2 separate regions of the Zea mays genome follow, and region 2 is linked to region 1. Evidence: chromatin contacts called from public Hi-C data. All regions are on one chromosome and are shown on one strand. The core of a region is the stretch at or near the end of the contact, and the rest is flanking DNA. Distances in the headings are between cores, read along the strand shown.

What was found. A called contact is a pair of places that touch in the nucleus more often than the background predicts.
Region 2: a Hi-C map of leaf shows a contact between it and region 1, with 3 times the contacts expected there. The contact joins two enhancer-like sites. A contact is called at or near these places in 6 of 25 Hi-C or Micro-C datasets (bundle sheath, ear, leaf and 1 more).

Annotation. Positions count from the first base shown.
Region 1 is chr1:119,484,949-119,491,345 of Zm-B73-REFERENCE-NAM-5.0, reverse strand. It overlaps LOC103638195 (alpha-mannosidase), which reads left to right. Exons shown (of 29, transcript XM_008661190.4): 23 at 282-394; 24 at 490-574; 25 at 657-767; 26 at 849-944; 27 at 1,041-1,088; 28 at 1,178-1,246; 29 at 1,751-2,159. The coding sequence ends at 1,939. Among protein-coding and RNA genes, the nearest start is that of LOC103638195, 14 kb to the left of the region's middle. Within about 2 kb of position 1,850, at least 6 of the 20 cell types and tissues checked have an H3K27ac peak or open chromatin away from gene starts, as enhancers often do. A contact at or near this core is called in leaf, where this site is marked.
Region 2 is chr1:119,941,281-119,947,606 of Zm-B73-REFERENCE-NAM-5.0, reverse strand. No RefSeq gene overlaps it. Among protein-coding and RNA genes, the nearest start is that of LOC100382157, 88 kb to the right of the region's middle. Within about 2 kb of position 1,821, at least 5 of the 20 cell types and tissues checked have an H3K27ac peak or open chromatin away from gene starts, as enhancers often do. A contact at or near this core is called in leaf, where this site is marked.

The DNA of each region.
Region 1 (6,397 bases), core at 601-3,100:
TTTGGACCACCTTAGGCTAGGCTTGGGCTTTGGACGGCCCACTCGTGACTTTAACATTGACAAATAATTCAAATTTATGTTTAGGACTGCGCCAAAAATTTTGGGGCTTATGATCATTCCTGTACAAAAAAAAGTTTTAGAGGCGAGCAGACCAAATTTTCTCAAGTAGACATAGAATTCGGTTTCTACTATCTTTTTGCGCAGTTAAATATGTCCTTTTTTGTGTAAAGAAAGACAGTAGTTCGAAAATCTAGGAGTGTTCTGACAGGTTGACTCTCCAGGTGAACCTAGGAGTGTATGTAGCAGATGAAAAATATGAGCTATCTGTGCTTGTGGACCGTGCTGTCGGAGCATCAAGCATTCAGGATGGTCAGCTAGAGATTATGCTACACAGGTATCAGCTAAAGTGGCGTGTGCTCAGTATTACTAATCCCCTTCCAGACTGAAACTCTCTCTAGTCTAACCACAGATGTTGTCAACTAATTTCAGGCGTTTACTTAAGGATGATGGCAGGGGTGTCGGAGAGCCACTTGACGAGGTGGTTTGCGTGGATCAAGATTGCCAAGGGCTTACGGTACACACATTCAGTTCTGTCTCTATTATATCCTGCTATCCAGTCACTGATAGCTACCGTAATCCTTCCAAAAACACCACAGGCCAGGGGCAATTACTACGTCAATGTCGAGAAGCTAGGGCATGGAGCTCACTGGCGACGTACATATGGCCAGCAAGTCTACTCACCCTTTCTCCTTGCTTTCACTCATGAGGTACATCCGCTTGCCCTCTGAACCTTTCTGCTCTGTGTTTTCATGCCGTCCAAGTTAACAATTTGTTCTTGTTAATTACAGGATGAGACCAGCTCGAAATCCTACAGCGTGGCCAAAGCTGGTATGATGAATGCCAACTACAGCCTTCCTGATAATGTCGCCATTGTTACTTTGCAGGTATCACTGTACCTGTTCTCCTCCTTCCCATTACTTTGCATCCGATTACTTGTATATTTTCCGTTACAAATTTACCTGTTCGTCTCAACATTTCAGAATCTAGATGATGGTACCACACTACTCCGCTTGGCCCATCTCTTTCAAGTATGTTTGTAGTTTATTTAAAATTTTGTTATTTTTCCTCTCCTTGATAATGAATCATCGATACTAGTCAATATTTGCCGGGTCTGTAGGCTGCTGAGGACCCGAGATATTCCAAGGTGGCAAAGGTTGATCTGAAAAAGGTGTTCGGAAAGAGAACTGTAAGTAGAGAACTTGCTGCAGCTCATATATTTGAAAGAAAACAAAAAATGAAGGTGTCCCCAAATAACTCTGAGGTCCTATTTGTTTTCTTTTATTTTGAGGAATTGAAATTTTATTAATAGAATATGCTATTCTTTTAGAATATAACATTTCACCACTTTTAAAAGTTATCATATAAGCCTATCTCAAATTCCTGTGATAAGAGATGAAAATTAATTTTATAGATTTACATGTTATTTTTCCGATGTACAACTTATAGCATAATCGTCTACTTGATTCGCTATAACATAAATGTATTATATAACTATCTCTTTCATATGATTTACGATAATATACAAATATATTACGTATATAAATATATGAACTTAATTAGTTTTGTCTAAATTATAATTATCAAAATGGAATTGAATTCCAACCAAACAAACGGGGCTGATAGATTTTTATAACTTGGACGTTCTATTCCAATTAAATGTTAGTGACGTTCAAATCAAATGTATGTGCAGATCAAGGAATTGACGGAGACTAGCCTCTCCGCGAACCAAAAGAAGTCAGACATGAAGAAGCTCAGCTGGAGGGTCATTGGGAACACTGAAACTGGTCCTGCCGCAGTAAAAGGTGGCCCAGTTGACAGTAGGGCTCTAGTCGTTGAACTAGGACCCATGGAGATACGCACCTTCTTGCTGAAATTTTAGTGGCAGTTGTTCTTTTGTTTGTAAACAAACAATAGTCCATAGAGTAATTTCTACCTTTTCATTAACGTGCCCAAATCTTAGTTCAAATAGGATCAAATACTTGGGCAATGGAGGTGCACACCCACACCAAGTTTGTTCATGTAATAATAGCTACATGTCGGGAAAAAAAAAAGGAACGGTTGTGGTGCTTTTCATTGTGTAAAGCGGGTATTTCTTCCTAGCGGATACCGTTATCTGTTGGGCTGATTGGGCTGATCTCGGGTCTGGTTTGAGCCCATTAGCACGCGTCCTGATCCATCTATCAATGGTTTGTTTGGTTTTTTTTAGTTATAATGTTTAGATATTATTTAAAAATACTAAATATAGTTTAATTATAAAATCAACTACATATATAAGGACTAAATAATAAGATAAATCTATTAAACCTAATTAATCAATATTCGACCATGTAATGCTATAATAAACATTTACTAATCATAAATGAAATAGGCTTAAAAAATTTTCTTTTATCATTTAGTCTTTAGTTTTGTAATTAGATTATATTTAGTAATTGTAATTGGCACTTGAATATTCGATGTGCACTTTAGAACAAATCCCTAAAGCGTGAAGGTGAGGGAATATCGATACCATCATCCCTCGTACTACTCAGACCAAAAGTATAAAATGTTGTGTTTTAAATCTAGTGGATAGGGCTCTCGTGGAGATCAATTTGGATCTAACAATAGCATCAAGAGTCATGTTCCCTACAACTTTAAAGGTGAAAGGAAAATGTGCCTAACAGTCCATTGGGCACCAAAACAGGCAGCGGACGGTCCGACCCCCAGGCCGGATGGTTCGTGCGCGCGCAGAATCAGTTAGGGTTCCGAGTTTTTTGTGAGTTTTGCTAGCTAAAACCGCAGAATTAGCTTGGGATATATATAATGTTGTGTTTTAAATCGATACCATCATCCCTCGTACTACTCAGACCAAAAGTATAAAATGTTGTGTTTTAAATCTAGTGGATAGGGCTCTCGTGGAGATCAATTTGGATCTAACAATAGCATCAAGAGTCATGTTCCCTACAACTTTAAAGGTGAAAGGAAAATGTGCCTAACAGTCCATTGGGCACCAAAACAGGCAGCGGACGGTCCGACCCCCAGGCCGGATGGTTCGTGCGCGCGCAGAATCAGTTAGGGTTTCGAGTTTTTTGTGAGTTTTGCTAGCTAAAACCGCAGAATTAGCTTGGGATATATATATATATATATATATATATATATATATATATATATATATATATATATATATATATATATATATATATATATATATATATATATATATATATATATATATATATATATATATATATGGAGGACTACGACAATTGGAGGGAAACAATCGAATCAATAATCAACAATATATATTTCGTTTTTATCTTATGCATTAGGAGTAGTTTTGGTTTAGCCTTTCTCTACCTCAAATCTTCACATCTCTTCGGCTCTACGTCGACTAGAGGCGTATTGGGTGGCCTGCCGATCCCAAGACAAAGCCTAGGACCTCTCCTCCCCGATGCGGTGTGGTGGAACTACCCGAATTATTCCAACTTAAGTGCTTAAGTCCCACCTTAGAGGCTAGACCATACTTAAATGGGAATAAGACGTCAGTCCCTCGGATCTAGTCCGACAAGGCCACTAACAGGATCAAGTACCACGTACTCACTCGAAGGTGAGGCATAGATCAAATACAATAAAGCATAAAACCATACACTAAGGAAGTGCTTAAGGTTATTACAACATCATTGGAGTTTTGCAAAATTAATGACCATTGTTCGAAATGCAGTGGAAGTTAACTAACGATAAATAACCGGAGGGATGGGGAAGCCTGGCCCATCACTCCTCATGCTCCTCCCCTGCTGAGTTAGGGTCCCACTCGATTGTCTAACCCGGTGGCAAGATGGACGCCCAAGTCACTCCAGCAACCATATCCTCCAGAGAACCTGTAAAAAAATTATGCCACAAGCAAGGCTGAGTATACTAATACTCAGCTAGACTTACCCGGTGTGGGGAGTCTACTCCTCTACCTCTAGACATGCAGTTGTTTGGCTGAGGGGTTGGTTTGCCAAAAGCACTAGCTGAGTCTAAAATCAAGTTTAGCTTTTCAAGTTTTAGTGTGATTCTCTTAAGACTAAATATGTACCTAGCTAATCATACATGGTATCAAGCATTTTAGCAATCAACATCTTTTGCCAATCAACACATTTCCACTTATTACTCAATGTAGCAGCATGGATCAAGCAGTCTCATTAGCTGCGAGAAGCAGACGATTCGAATCGAGTTTCTAAACCTTGCAAGGTAAACCTAAACACACGACGTGGCGAGGCACTCCGTCCCCACACATATCAACCGTCCCCATCGATTTCCCGTCAACAGATCAGGGCTCAGCGCCTTGGAGTACAATGCCTCACTGACTCCGACTGCCGTCGTGTAGTGACCGCACTTGTACCCACCATAACCGGAATGGGAGACCACGTCTCAGGTCGCGTGAGGGGCAAAGTCTGCGGGCAGGTTCACTCAGGTACTAGGCTTACCGATTTACTATATTTCTCGGCATGTGCTTAGTACATTCAAACGCTTGACACACGGTACCACACCTTAATCCTTATTCCAATTTCCGTCTCGTAGACAACACATCCCCATGGACCGTTATCCACAGACCATCATCATTACGATATAAAAATGGATACAACCAATTCCTGACCTCGTGCGAATGCTAGAAAAATCACTCGACTTCTACCGCGGTCCCTAATTAGTAAAGCAGCTACTCGACCTAGCATACTAGTATCCATCTCAAAAGGAATCCTGAGTTCATGAAACTAAGGTTTCAGTCAACTCCTACACTTAAGTGCACAGTACAAGCCTACAAACATTAAGTGCAGTAAAGTAGCATATATAATGGTTATGCATAAAACTGGGGCTTGCCTTCCAAAGCTGGGGCAGGCAGATCCTCGATGGCAGACTCTGGTGCTAGCTCCTGGACTACCTCCTGAGCAACTCCTTGCTCCGGAACGAGGATGTACTCTCCATCAGCGAGATTGCATTCTATCGAATGCAATGAATAAGGTACATATATATTAATGATATGCCAAATTGGTAAATACTACGTATGGTGAAATAGTATTAAAACAGTGGGTACACTAGGGTTTTCTTTGTCGGCTGGCGTTTTAAGGGTTTCATCCACTCATTTTAGGGTCTTGAATGAACTTAAAACCTTCAATCACTTCCTTTATGTTCTATGGGACTCTTAGGAGGATTTATTTGTACATTATTAATTTCTCCCAAAATTCTCATTTTACTTTCTATTATGCTTCATATTGAGTGCTTTTGAACTACCATGGCAATTTAGAGTTTTCCAAAAATGTTACAAAAATTATAGTGGGTAAACATTGACCTCTGTGGTTTATTCTAAAATTTTGAGGTTGGAATTAATTCAGATAGTCCTTGTGCAAAAATAACAAAAGTAAGGGTAATAGGGCACTTTACACTATAGCTCTGATTTAGGTGAGGTTTCTAGACTAAAACTTATTTTTTTGCTAAGATTCATGGGTGATAATAGGTCTCTGTGCCAAAAATTACAGAAAAAGACCCACTGGGTATTTAGTTGTGATTTTTTTAAAGTTTAATGTCAAAAATGTACTTATAACTAACTTGTTATTTGAAAAATGTCAAACAACAGAACTTATATTTTTCCTAGATTCATACTAGCATATTATTAGTTATCCTAAGGATTGGGGTGGGTTCTTCTTAGGGTTATTTTTCTAGGATTTTTCTAAGTTTTCATTGGTTTCATGAAATAAAATATGGTGCATTTCTTTTTTACTAACAGAGGTTTCAACTAAAGTTTCTTGTGATCCAGGTTACTTAAGTAAGCTAGGAAAATATGGTTGCCCTCTGGTTCATAATTTTAATCCCCTTTTTCATTTTTTAATGTTTGGGCTACAACAAGTTTTTGGGGTTAATTTCTCCTTAATCTAGTATACTGGTGAGTTCAACCTATTAAAACAGGGTATTTAGTAGTTGGGCATGCCTCTGATTTTTCTTACCCTTAGTCTAAAAGTATTTCTATTTTTCCTCTAATTATTTAGTTTTGGGTAGTATACTTATTTAAATCAAAACCTTAAAAATTATTGCAGTACTTAGGGTGTTTGAAAATTTTCCTAAATAGTTCACATTATTTAGAATCTAGCAAAATTAGTTTGACCAAATTTGGCTGGATAAAATTGGAGTTATAAATTTTGGAAGCTCTGTCTGCATTTAAAAGAATAATGTTTAAAAGGTTTAATGAAAACCAGCTTACACCGAGGCCCTTGGGGTTTCCCTTAACTAATCCTTTAAACCATACCCCTGCGGAACTATTCCTCTGAGTCACTGACTGCACAAAACCCCCCGGCTTCTTCTTCTTTCCAACCGAGCTCCCTCCCCT
Region 2 (6,326 bases), core at 572-3,071, 460 kb before region 1:
GCCATCTCTCCACTCCCATTGTGTGCTATCTTATTCTGGTATTAGTCTGCCCGAGGCAAAGCTTACCCATGACGAGGCATGTGACCGGTTAAAAGATCCTCGATCATCAAGACTACATTAAGTATAATCCTTAATCAACCTCGGTAGAACATCACATGTTCCTAGCCCAAGTCCCGATTTAAGTACTTCCATCCTTAGGATTGTTTGTATTCCTTAGGATGAAAAGAGCATTATAGGGAACTTTGCAGTAAGATCCCACCATTGCTCCCAATGAAAATATTCTTGCAGGCAGAAGCCATCCTTCCTCAAGATAACCCCTGAGCTAGGCATTAACGCAAAGGACAACCTCTATCCATAAGATCTAAGCAGGGATAAGAATTTTTGTAAATCATATTTTGATACTTCATCAGAAGTATCTATAAAGGTATGGATATCAAGGTAGACAATGCATCAAAGGGTTTCCAAGCAACTCCTATAAACCTAATGCACATTTCGCTAGACTTAAAGTGTGTAAAAATTATTTAAAAACACAAGGAAGGGGTTGCATGCACCGAGGCTTGCCTGGAATAAACACTACGTTAGTGTTTGTTAGGTGGCGTCCACTTGGCAATCAGCTTTTGGTCTCACACTTGTTTAGATTATCCATCTTCAGATTTATCCGACTGACAACATCGTCTTGCGGAGATGTCCAATCTCTGCATTATCCTGGGGTCGACTTGGGTCGTCTTCCGCATCACGTGATTAATTATCGTGCCTAAATGAAATGCATAATGCACATGAATGCATATAGACAGGAATAGCACACGACTAATTATCATTATACCGAAGAGGATTAAAAAGCATCACAAACTTCGTACGTAAATCCTATATACCTATGACTCGCTAGCACAATAATCATGTTCGTTCGGTTTAACCGGGCTTGCTCAAATCTCAAGAAAATAATAACCCTAGACACGACCTATAAACGCCTAAGCTAGGTAATCATCCACAGACTTAATGAAACATAGGCTTAGCCCTTTCGGACACCTAAATTTAGGATACGAATAGAAGCAACTCAACCATTCATCATAAGCTAGGTGCTCATAACATTTTATGATTGTTGGTGCTTTAGATTTATTGTAATAGATTAAAGAAGTATTATTATGTTTAACATTAACACAACTTATACAGAGAAGTATCAGTTAACCTAGAACAAATATTTTAACATAGAGAACTCATGTTTGTGAACCCAACAAACTGATTTCATATCTTAGCACTTTTCAGGTCTTAGAAGAAATCTGAAAAAGAAAACGAACATCTACACAAATTAGCATCAACCCCCTCGCTGTTCCTTTTCTACTCACACCACTTCTTCTCCACACAAACATACAGGACGAACAATTTCTGGCTGCAAGGCCCTGGCTGCTTGCACCCAGCCGAATCTCAACAAGCATAAGACGAGCGCTTCCCCCCCCACAACTACCCTGCCCCATTCAGCACAACATGAGCCCAAAGACCATACCTGCCTGGCTGCCTCACCCTATCACAGACGCCAGCTTGGAGTAGATAAACGACCTGACGATGGGGATTCTTTTCTATGGACGACGACCAAAGAACAAAAATGTAAACAACGAGGTGAGTTGTTGAGGTAGAGCGTTGGGCTGAGACTGGTGGTGGCGGTATGCTTGAGCTTGAGGACATAAAGATTTTTCACTGGGAGAAGGAACAAGATAACAGGAGGAGGGAGAAAGAACGTTTTGTTGCGTCTGTGTTTATCGCAACGGAAAGACTCGCTGGTGCCAGCAGCTGCTTGGTCCCCAGACACGCGGCCTCCACACCAAGACCCACGCACGATCCAAGCCATAGTGAGGCAGTCGATGAAAGATCAACGGTGATTTAACAGAGAGCAAACAGACAAATGAAGATTTTTCTCTGCTCCCAGAACCGAATCACACATCCTCCACTAGAGAAAAAAACACCCAACAGCAGACGACTGAACCTAAGTTCCCAGCCGGCCTAACAGCCCAATTTCAAACGAATTTTTCTCTGACAATCGCTAAGCAACATGTAAATCGGCCTTAATCAAAGTTGTACACTGATCGATGCTCTTTCACTTTGGCATAAGAACCATGATGGAATTCTTCACGGATCCAACACGGAGAGCGCCAAAGTTCGCTAGAAATCAATGAAACTCGACTTCAGTTTTCTGAATCTGCCCATTGTATAGAACCGAGCCCCTCCCCTAAACTGAACATAGTTCAGTTTCAGATCCAAAACCCGACAGCACAAACTGAAGCACAAATTTCTCCTAGTTCCAAACGAATTCAGAGGTGTATTGTTTAATAAAATTTTCTCCCCAACAATAGCTCTCCTAGTTTGTTGTGCTGAAGATCGACCACAAGTTCATAGATTTGGAAGTTACAGGAGCCCGATGCTGAGAAGAGCAAACTATTTCTGAACATTCAATGGATCGAACAGAAACTGAAATTGCAGCATTCTCCTTTTCTTCCAACTCTGAATTTTCTCGAGTTATCTTAGATCTTTTCTAGGAACTGAAAGTTTTCTAAACATGAAATCTTCTCCCCAACCATGGAACTGCCAGGTCACCACAACAATCCAAAGCCGCATTTACACAGAATAAAAGTTACACATGCTCAAAGTGAACCCAATCCACTAAATGTCGTTTTCAGTTAACTGAAAACAAGAAGCTGACAGGAAGCACTTTGGAACAGATTTACTCCCTACTTTGTGCAGCACCAAGCTAAGCACCCCTAAGTAAAGTTTGTCACTAATACTTGGTCTCCAACTTTTCAATATAATCCATAGTCTACAACCTGATGGAAAGGTCACAAAAGTGCTCCAACAGAGCACCAAACACTGCAATTTCAGTTTTCATTGGACTGAATAAAATTCAGTTTCTGCAAACTGACAGTCCAATATTGGACAACGCTTACTTCACTTTTTGTGTGGGATCAAGCCCAACTCACTTGAAGTAAATAGTTCACTAACATATGGTCTTCAAACTTTCTACAATAAATTCAGTCCGAAAGCGTATAGATCAAGCACCACAAAGCCCCAAAGTTTAACCAAACACATTGATTTCCGACTTAGGCACTGAATAATAGTCAATACTCCTTTTATTTGACAGCACAACTTTGTGCAGTGTTTTCTCTCATTCCTAAGCGTTTTAAAGGGCAAGTCCCTCACTATAGATTACTCCCCCAACATTGGTCTCTAGGTTTGCTACAGAAACTACAGCCTAAAAGATCATGGATTGATCACCAAGGAGCTCCAAACTTGACACTTTTCACTGAAATTCAGGTCTCAATCAGCCATAGACTAAGTCTGAAATCGAAACCTGCACATTGCATCTTTGGGCCGTTGTTTCTCCCAGTTCCATATAGCTTTAGGGGCCGGTTGCCTAAGCAAATTTGTATCCCTAGTATAGCTCTACAACCTTGTTATAATGTCCACCTTCAAACTGTTTATAGATCAAAAGTTATGAGAACCCAAAAACAGCTAGTTGATATTATTTTCAGCAAACTTCAAATCTGATTCAAAACTGAATTAAGCATTTTACTCGGTTCGGTTCTAATTACCTCGATCTGCTTAATTTTTAAATAACGACAAAACCTGCGAACCCTTGAAACAATACATTCCGAAATTCGCGAAAATTTTGAAAAGAGTCTGGATAGATAAAGATGTGAATAATATAAATTCTGGATAGAAAATTAAGACAAAGAGATTGTTATTATCACCAATAACTCGTGCTTAATTTCATAGTCGCTGTCGAACGAGAGATAAACACCAGGGGTGTTAAACCCTCCCCTTAAAAGAATCTCGTCCCGAGATTCGGAGCGAAAGGCCTTTTAAGAGTAGAGAGACATGTAACTCCTATCTATATCAGCGATAGCATAAGGCAGTTCCAAGCAAAGGCGAGTGTCTCAGGAGGTTGTTTCTCTAGTGAACATAACATATATCGCCGTAAGCTAATTTAGAGATGTCTATCAGTAGAGACGATGTCTGCCAGAAGAACACATAAGGTTCCATGGGTGCAGTTTGCTTTTTTTCTGATGACACTGTACTATCTGAGTCTGTTGGGCGAGCGGTAGATATGCGACTTTACCCAAACATAATTAGTTGCAACCTCTTGGGTAAAACACATCGAAAGAAATTCGTTGATAAATCATCATTGGAAGTCCATAGCACACGAGATGGGTGTGGATGTCAAACAACATCATGGTTGACCCGTGGCTAGCCAGAAAATCCAAGTCCAATGATGATAATGGAGACTCGAGGAAACATCAGTGAAGGTTATCAACAAATGTTCGCTTCACAATGAACCCACCTCATCATGCACTAGTGCGACTCCGCCTAATCACGCATGTTGAATACTCACATGGGAGGCGGTCGAGGCGCGACTAGAGTGATGATTAGATGGCTACCAGTCGACTTGACTTGATTCTTGCAGGTACTTCCTTAGGATGGTTTGAACCAAAGTGAGTTTAGACAACTCGATAAAACGATATCTAAACTCAACCTTTGTTAACAAAGCAATTACAAGTTAGTAAAAACCAACTTGTTGAACTACTTTTGACATTGAGCAGGTCCTCTCAGTACCATCGGTATGCCAAAGGTTGAGAGTTCATATTTGCTAGGAAAAAGTCATTCATTTGGGTAGAAATCCATTTGGTCATGTTGTTCATTCATTTCTTCATGCGAGATGAACTGACTTGGTGAGGGAATACCTGGATTAAATAAGGGAGCGAATGAACAAACTCCTGCATCTCAGTAGCAGGGAAAATCAATCTCCATTTTGAGAGCTAATCAGTTGTCTCTCAACACTAAAAAGCTTCAAGGCTTCACCTTTACACAAAGGATGCAAAGGGAACTTGTATAAGTAGTCACTACCAAGATCAAAAGAAAAGAGACCACACATAAAAGTGGTATGCCCTTTTGATCCAACAGAGATAATAGATGTTGCTTGATCCCTTGACAAACAACATAGAAATTGTTTCAAGGGAAAGATCTGCGGGAGATAATATATCAATGTAGTTCCATAATGGATCATGACTAGAGACCTTGATACCAGCATGCACCAAGCAGCATAACCTTGCGTGTACATTCACAAGGGGCTCTCAGTTTCGCAGCGGCGCCATAAGTCATTAATCGTGACACCATTACCGAACAACACCAATAATGAATCCCACATGGTAAAACTAGATTGGGCCAAGATAACACATTGATATAGTCTCATAATGGATTACAACTACTAACCATGATACCAGCGCATGCCGAGTAGCGCAACCATGTGTGTACATTCACAGGAGGCCCTCGATTTCGTCGCGGCACCATCGGTTTTAGTCATAACACCATTACTAGATGTAACCAATAAGAAATCTCACGCCACACCAATGGATTGAACAAGGGTAACAATATACAAAGAGACTCTACTTGTCAAAACGGTTACAAGTAGAGAGCCAAATAGATCATGGCCCGATGGAATAAACAAGGCATGGCCATATCCTAAACTTGATGAAAGAAGTATGATGGGAGACTATTATTTCAGCCCCAAGCATATTTCTATGCCCATTGCAGAAATCACAAGGTCAAGGATTAGTATCTATTAGATACGAAGGGAAAAAAATCATAAGATCAAGTTGGTATGCCTTCGATAGATATGAAGAAACCAAAGGCATAAAATTCAAGAAAACGATTGGGCATTCCTTTCCTAGGTTAGATTGAGAAAGCAATAATGTGGTCCTCAAGGAGAGGCAAAATGGAATAGGAATAGCAGCTTGCACCAACCAAAACAGGGCAAAGCTTAGGAGGAAAACATGACGACTGAAGAGTCATGTATTAAACGAAAAGAACACGTACTCGAGATCCTTTTCTTAAGCTCGTGTACATCTATTTTCTACGAGAAGATCACCTAAACACCTATTTAGATAAGCTTGGTCCTAAAGTAACGATTGAAATTCAGACACATCTACGTTTGGAAACTGGGGAAAAATTTCAGGGAATTAACATCGATTTGGGTCATGGCTCCTAGGTGAGGACATGACCTAATTTTGAGTTTAGGCAAACAAACTACCAACCTTCTATCAGCTCATCAAGTGCAAGAGCAAACTCGTATAACATCTAACTATATTATCTAAAGAACGGAGGACAACTATTTCATTGAAGTTCACAGTACAACATTACACCACATTATCTACAATCACCGGTTATTAGAATAAAGGTGAGAGAAGCATTTTGGGTGTATAGGTGACAAACATAATGCAACAATCAGGATGCATGCTCGTCCTATTCATCCTCACAAGTTTTTGCCAACATAATGTGGCAAT